2 separate regions of the Rattus norvegicus genome follow, and region 1 is linked to region 2. The links are chromatin contacts, called in public Hi-C maps. All regions are on one chromosome and are shown on one strand. The core of a region is the stretch at or near the end of the contact, and the rest is flanking DNA. Distances in the headings are between cores, read along the strand shown.

What was found. A called contact is a pair of places that touch in the nucleus more often than the background predicts.
Region 1: a Hi-C map of kidney shows a contact between it and region 2, with 4 times the contacts expected there. The contact joins the promoter of Paqr3 here to the promoter of Antxr2 in region 2. A contact is called at or near these places in 2 of 12 Hi-C or Micro-C datasets (kidney and liver).

The regions. Positions count from the first base shown.
Region 1 is chr14:12,765,030-12,769,103 of GRCr8, forward strand. It overlaps Paqr3 (progestin and adipoQ receptor family member 3), which reads left to right and starts at 1,576. Exons shown (of 7, transcript NM_001012033.1): 1 at 1,576-1,875. The coding sequence starts at 1,691.
Region 2 is chr14:11,843,023-11,847,076 of GRCr8, forward strand. It overlaps Antxr2 (ANTXR cell adhesion molecule 2), which reads left to right and starts at 2,752. Exons shown (of 17, transcript NM_001398916.1): 1 at 2,752-3,496. The coding sequence starts at 3,345.

The sequences.
Region 1 (4,074 bases), core at 326-2,825, 920 kb after region 2:
TTTGTGTGCTTGTATGTGTGTATATGTTTGTACTTCTGTATTTCGTGTGGTTTTCCTTCGTTTTGTTTGTTTTCATAGTTTTATTTATTTATTTTTTTTGGTTCTTTTTTTCGGAGCTGGGGACCGAACCCAGGGCCTTGCGCTTCCTAGGTAAGCGCTCTACCACTGAGCTAAATCCCCAGCCCCCATAGTTTTATTTTTAATCTGCATGTTTGTTTTCTAGAGAAAGGAAAAAAGTATGAAGTTTAAATGGTGAGGAGGTAGGAAGGATCTGGAAGAAGATAGGGGAAGGAAAGCCGTGATCAGAATATATTGTATGAAAAACATTCAGTTTTATAAAGTATCATTGGATTCTATAAAAGAAAGAATCTGAGTTAGACAATTAAAACTAAAACCAAATGACTGGTAATATCCAGAATGAGTCTCTTTCCCCACTGATAGACTGTCCAACAATAAAATATTTATGATATATATATATATATATATATTTAAGTTTTCATGGTCTTCCCCTCTCACTCAGTAGTGACTCTGGTTTTGAAGACGTGACTAAATTTCTTACCTGTGTCAAACGTATTTTAAAGACAAGCTTCAAGTTTAACCTTGCCATTATAAAATAATTCCTCAGTCCATACAACTGTATTAGTGTATATGGGTAGATATTTATATGAATTTACTATGAGATGTGTCTTGTTCTAATACGACCTTTTAATAAATATAATATATAAAACTCCCAATGTACTCATTGTCAACCCCCCCACACACACAACACACACACACACATACACACACAACACACACACAACACAACACACAACACACACACAACACACACACAACACACACACAATACACACAACACACACATACACACACAACACACACAACACAGACACACACACAACACACACAACACACACAACACAGACACACACACAACACACACAACACACACACAACACACACACAACACACACACAACACACACAACACACACACAACACACACAACACACACACATACACACACCAGGGTCCTTTCTGTGTGCATTTCATCAACAACACATCATCCCGCTGTAAGTTAGCTTGAATTAGTTACCTTTCTGTTACTCTCATCCTGTTATTCAAGATATAGTAAATATTACTTCTGATGAAAAACAGAAAAAAAGAATCACTTGGATTCAGTTGTACTTTACATTTTTCACCTGCAGCTAAGGGGAGAGGGGCGGGCCTGTTTGGTGATAGGGAAGGGACGTCTGGGAGGGCGGGACTAGGGCCAGGCCGGGTAGAAGGGCGGGACCAGCTGGGAGGGCGGGGCTAGAGGGGGCGGGACTCGAGGGGCGGGACTCGAGGGGCGGAGCCAGAGATTGACTGGCAGGCAAAGGAGGAACTAGAAGCTCTCCAACCGGGTAAAGGGCGGGGCGGTAGGCGGGTCCTGCTGGTTAAGGCAGAAGGAAGGGCGGGCCGACAAGGCGAGGGGCGGGGAGAGGCGGGGCCTCAGGGCGCGCTGACGTCAGAGCAGGCTGCGACGCCGGCGGCGGGCCAGAGCTGAAGCGGCGGAGGTGTGTAGCGGAGCCGGGCCTGGGCAGACGGGGGCCGAAGCACCAGGCTCTGCGTCGGCGGCTCCGGGGCGGGGGCGCCAGCGGCGAAGCCCCCTCCCCGGGGAGGCGGGGCCAGGCCGACGCCTGGGAATCATGCATCAGAAGCTGCTGAAGAGTGCGCACTACATCGAGCTGGGCAGCTACCAGTACTGGCCGGTCCTGGTGCCCCGAGGCATCCGCCTCTACACCTATGAACAGATCCCGGTGTCCCTCAAAGACAACCCCTACATCACCGACGGCTACAGGGCCTACCTACCCTCCAGGCTGTGTATCAAAAGGTACAGTGGCTGCTCCCCACGGCGCATCCTCTACTCTCAGTCTTTTTGTCTGCTCTCCCCGTCTTTCTCCGCTATTCTCTGTGTGCATCAATTCCTCACCTCTGGGCCCTTTATCTTTCAGCTGCTCTATCTCCCCTCCGCGGGTCCTTGATCCACGAACTAACAATGATACTAATAGTGGTCATCGTTGCCTCCTCCATTGGCCTTTTGCTGTTTACAACGCGCTTTTGCATCCTTTTTTTCCATTTGGTAATCACTGGGGATATGGGTTGGACTCTTCCCCACTGACAATAGCCGAACCTTATTTGCTTCGTATACCTGAGCTTTGTTTCTAGGGCAGCACAGTGGGGATTCAGAAGTGTTGGCCAGCTGAATGTCCGTGTAATAGCAGACAAGTCCACATTGCTGCGCATATGTATGTGGGAAGCCCTGATTCATTCAGTAGTCTAGCAAATGCACACTGAGCCTCTGCTAAATGGTAGGCACCATACCAGTTGCAGAAGGCAGGCATGGTCCTTGTTCCCATGAAGCTGCTAAGGTCTCACCTGAGTGGCAGACACTAAAGGGATAATTACACTATTACATAATAGTAATTGTGGAAAATGCTGTGTAGGAAAAACCCTATAGCAAGGAAAGCTGAAAGAGGACAGCCGGTCCAACAGAACACCTTAGAAGCCTCTGTACAAAATGGGTTTGTTGATTTAGAGCTTTAAAATGAATCCCAAAAGCCTGTTTAAAAAAAAATCAGAAAGAAAAGAAAATTTTTAAAAAGGGCTTTAGCTTTTAGAGTGGTCTCCTGTCAGGACTCACTGTATGTACTGAAGTAATCACTCTAACAGAAGTTCAGTACAGCATTCCAGGTCACTGGAGTGGCAGACTTTGCTTTCCCCAATGTGGGTTGTCGAATTGCTCAACCAGCAACCACGTGCGTGTTTATTGATCTTTCCAGCATGGTCTTTCCCCCATCCTGTTTCTTTTTGTACTGCCTTGAAAGTATTTTTGTGGCATGACTTGAATGCATGACCAAGTGGTGCCACCATTTGAGTTTTAATTCCTGCTTCATTTCCCCAGTGCCTCCTGTACATAATTAAGAAATCAGAGCTAGGCCCTGCCGTGGAGATGGAGGAGGCAGGCCAGATATAGGCTCCTTTAAATATTGTATACCCACCCGCAGTGGCCCTCTGCATTTGGATGTTGAGTCCAAACCTGAAGGAGTCGAAACCAGGCCATATAAAACATTAGATCTCGAGTTGTTGAGTCAGATACAAGTTAACAAGCCTGCCTCTTAACTGCTTCAGAAATTTGAGCAAGGGTTAACCTGTTGATTTTGAAGATAAGCAAAATTCGTGAGTGCCTAGCTCGTCTGACAATTGTACTCTATCTTTGGTGGGGTGGAGGGGATACTCTTCCTACAATATTGATCTTATCCTAGTTGGGCCTTTACCCTCTCTAATTCTGACCTTCAAGAGTCTCCCAGACAGATTTTACATGTGAAGAGAGACTGTCTGTCCATTCTATCTGCGTTCTGTTCCTGGGAAGGAACATGGATAGAGCATGTTTAGTTAATCAGGTTATACTGGGTTTCATGAAATGAGAAGTTCTGAGGCAACAGGCAGAAGGTCGTGTTGGTTGCCAAAACAGTCCTGTAATTAGATGCTTCTAGAGCATTCTTTTAGTTCCTCCCCCAATTACAGATAGTCTTTATATTGATGGCAGGCAAGATAAAGTCTGTGTTTGCAGATACACAGTATTCTTTATTCTTGGTCATTGGGAATTTGTCGTGTTTCGCCCTCATAAGGATAAGGCTGTGAGAACCACAGGGACTGCTGCAGACACCTAGTTGTACATTTGTGCTCTTCACAGCTTTTCAGATTCAGAGCCTGTGGCCGGGGTGTGGGTGAGGGGATTGTTCAGTGCTTAAGAGCTTTGGCTGCCCTCCCAGAGGACTTGCCTTTGATTCCTAGCACCCACCTAGCAGCTCACAACTGTCTGTAACTCCAGCTCCGGGGGACTTGATGCCTTCTAGCCTCTGCAGGTACCAGGCGTGCATGTGATACACAGATAGACGTAGAGGTAAAACACCCACAGACAGGAAATAAGGATAATTAAACCTTATCAAGACCCCCCCAATTGATTTGTTGTTGGTTTAACAAAAGATTTGGTTCTGCTAGGGACATGAAAAAGCATTTAAATCTTCAG
Region 2 (4,054 bases), core at 1,502-4,001:
AAACCAGGGGCAAAGGGAGCCAATTATCTCACCAACAGGCAATACACTATAGCACATCTCTTCCAATTGCTTCTTGAAAACACTTTCGCAGTTCTGGGAGACTTCATACACCCCTGATTTTTATTAAGTTATATATACTGCTATGGTATTAGTTGGTAAAAGTACTCAAAGTGTAATTCTCTTTTGATTAGGATTAAAGTTGAAGATGGAGACTCAACTGCAAGTCTCCTAAAAGGCATTTACTATATGAACTCCGGGCATTAGCTGAACAGTTCCTAGTTCGTCGTTCATCATAGGTAGTCAATAAATATTTTATAAAGTGGCTGTCTCCTGCCCTCGAAGAGCTGACATTGACATATCTGGCTGTAAATCAAGAGCATAATAAATAAAAAGTTAAATATAAATGGTGACAAACAATACAGATGCAAAAAAAAAAAAAGGCAGCCTGTAAGGACCACAGGAACTTCTTATTATGAAGCACTGACTTGTTCAAACGTGAGGGAGGAGGGGCTGCCTCCCCTCAGTCATCCTGTGTGCACCGGTGACATTGAAAGCTCTGAAAGCTACTTGACGAAGCAAAAGCGGAAGTCACAGGTGGCAGTGGTGGAGAAAAGAGGAAAGAGGAGGAAGAGAGCAGAATCTAAGCAGAAATTTGCACACAGACTTCAGCTCCTGTAGGACTTTGGCAAGAGCAGATAAACTCGCCCCCAGAAGTCTTGTTATTCAGTTTCTTCTTTGATGCAAACATAACCATAAAATTGTACATGCTAATATACACATTATACAATGCTTACAAGTTGCCCAGATTTATCTCCTCCACTATCTAGCCCTTTCAAGGTGAAGTTCTTGATAGCTAGGCTCAGTGGAAGTGGGACAAGATATTCCGAGGTGCTTTTCTCTGCTAAAGAAGTGATTGCTGGCCCCTTGCTGGGAGAGATGGAAATTAAAAGCCCAGTGCCAGGTGAGGGATAGATAACCTTCCTTTAAGTTGTCAGTTACAGGTGTCCGAACGAGTCCCTAAATCAATACAGGCTATTAAAATTACTCTTGGTTGCTTACCAGAACTTGATGTCAAGACCTATTGCTGTAGACACTATGCATTTTGGACACAGGACTTTGAGGAATCCATCTGTAACTGACCTAGATGTAGTCTCTCTGCAGTCTGGTTCTTATAGTCTTAGAATTATTATGTAAGCGGCCAAGAAAGAAAAGCAATCAATAGTCCCGCCTACCAGTGAGGCTTGCGAGCCACAAGAATGACTAGCATGGCAAGCAAGATGTGACCATTTCTACAATAATGGTACAAAGGCTATAGGGTAATAACCATTTTCTGATTGTGTTTCAGACCCGCTACACAAAAAGAAGCATATCTGATACTCTAAGTCTGGCCAAGAACCAAGTCTGGCTGTGTTGCTCACGGGTCACAGAAGTGAGTCTACTACTCTGGGGCAAATAAATGGACGTCAAAGCAAAGGGCCCTCTGAATTCGTTTATCTCTACTTCGTAGATCAGCACAACTCTTAGATCCCGTCAGACAAGTTTCTTGGTGCAGGGGATTGCAGTTAACGCAGAAACCCACAAATGGCCAAATCAAAGAGAATGCCCATGGAACGTTCAGCCACAAATGGGACACATAAATCATAAGCCCTCCTTAACATTCTGGGACAATCCAGAAAGGGTGGGAGTAGGGTGAGTGAAAAGATTCCAAGAACTTGAAGTCAGGCACCGGAGCAAAGCGCTGTCCTCAGGACAGGACAAGATTGCTGTACGCATGGATACTCAGCCGCTGAAACTGTCGCATAAGACCTGCAGAAGATCAAGCCAGTCCACGTGCTAGCATGGATGGGAAAACTTTCATGAGACCCCACCCTTCACCCTCGAGCTATGCACAGTTGATGCCTTCTGGGCTGGACTGTAGTTTTCCTTAAGAATTAGCTCATTGGGGTTGGGGATTTAGCTCAGTGCAAGGCCCTGGGTTCGGTCCCCAGCTCCGGAAAAAAAAAAAAAGAAAGAAAGAAAGAAAGAAAGAAAGAAAGAAAGAAAGAATTAGCTCTTTGTATGTCAAACCTACTCCGGTGGGTGGCCCTGTGGACCAGGTGTATATGGACTACTCAAATTGGAGTCTATGGGTTCTGGAAAAAAAGGAAAAGGGACACCAAGGTGAGGGTTGTGTGTAGGAAGGGTTGATGCCAGAGGGATTAGAGGGAGGTGTTGGGGGTGAATATATATGATCAATACATGTCGCATGAAATTCTCAGAATTAATGAGAAATGGAAAAAATATCAAGTAGAAAAAAAAAGAAAGAATGGAAGAAAAAGAGGAAGTCTCCTTTCTTAAACACGAAGGCCTGTGTCACCAGGTCGGTGTGTGATGGATAAGGGGTGCGGAGGGGTGAGGTGGAGGGATGAGGCATAAGGCCATCACTGTCCACAAGACAGCTGGTCTTGAGTCTCTAAACCGCGCGGAGGGCTGTTCCAGCACAGCTGGGGAAACTAGGCCGGGCCAGGCTTGTGGAAGAGTTGGGTATGTTTAGTATCTAGAGGACGTTTGTTTTTCAGAACTCCTCTCTCCATTCCGAAATCGGGCAGGCGTTAGTCATCCGCCGCTCAGCACGAACCCATAAGTGTGCTTGTGTGGCTCGGCGGGCTTCCTCCCGTTGCTCCGCCCTCGGGCTCGCACGAGCAAACCGGTCAGCGCCCACCCCCCAGGCCTGGGCTGCCCCGGGTCCTGCGCCTCCCCCGGGCGCTCTGCATCCCCAGCTGTAGAAGCTCGCCCTGCGGCACGGCGCCAGGTTCCGGGCAGAGAAGAAAGTTGTAAAGTGCTGCGAGGAGTTGGGCGGTCTGAGGAAGAGAGGCGGAAAAGGAGGACTCGGCTGAGTTTCCCTGGCGATCGTGGGGTCCGCGGGCATCTGTCCCACTGCTCATCACGCCAGCTAGACGCCAGCCTCTCTACTCCCGGGTGGGCGCTGGAGACTCGGCGGGAGGCTGCGAGGAACTTGTCCTGAGAGCTGTCGCCGCGGGCCTCATTGTCTGCAGCAACTCTCCGGAACCCGGAGTGGGAGGACTGGACTCCGTCCACTGGGATTTGCCCAGAGTTCCGGCGGCAGCTGTGGCGGCCGCGGAGACTCTCTTTGTCCTCCCAGGACTTCGCTCTCTCTCCTCGGTGGCAGCTGTTGGGTGGCTCTGAGCTTGGAGCGGGCATCCCAGCCCCGCTCAGCCTCTGACCCTGGGGTGAGTCCCCAGTGACTCCGCCTCTTTCTCGTCTTAGCTCTGAGAAGCCCAGTAGCAGACCCCGGAGCCCGAGGGGTTGTGAGACGAAGGGAGCCTCTGGTCCCGGGTCACAGGATGGTGGCAGGTCGGTCCCGGGCGCGGAGCCCTGGGAGCTGGCTGTTCCCTGGCCTGTGGCTGTTGACTGTGGGCGGTCCGGGGTCGTTGCTGCAAGCCCAGGAACAGCCCTCTTGCAAAAAAGCCTTCGATTTGTACTTCGTCCTGGACAAGTGAGTGAAGGACTGTGGGGTCAGGGTCTCCTGGGAGGGAGGACAAGCTGGGTCCGCTAGGACTGAAGTTGAGGTGTGTTTGCGTTCCAGGGAAGGCAATGGGCACTCTCCTTAGTGTGCATGTGGTTGGTTCATCTCAAAAGCAAGCTCGTTAGCTGTAGAGAAATAGTCCAGGGGTACTTGGTTCTCCAGAGGAGGGGCATGCTCTGCTTTCTGCCCTGGAGTCTCTTGGGAAATGGGAGTGTGGCCACCTGCAGCTTGTTTCATCCCAGGGAACTTTTGTGACTCTTTGGCATCTTTATCACACTCCCCTAGACCCCTATAGACATTCTAAAGCTTGCCAATTTTATCCGGCTAACAGAGCTTTCATGGGAGCCAGGAAAAAAAAAGCCTTAACAAACCCAATGTGGTTTGCATTTCCTGAGAAATGAGGTCTTGTGTTTTTATTTTGAAAAGCCAGGTCTCACTCGAATCAGTTGCCCCCAAAGAAGTGTGGTCTTCCTGGTTTCCTTGATTCATCCCAGACACTAAAGTTTCAGCTCTGGATGTGAACAACCC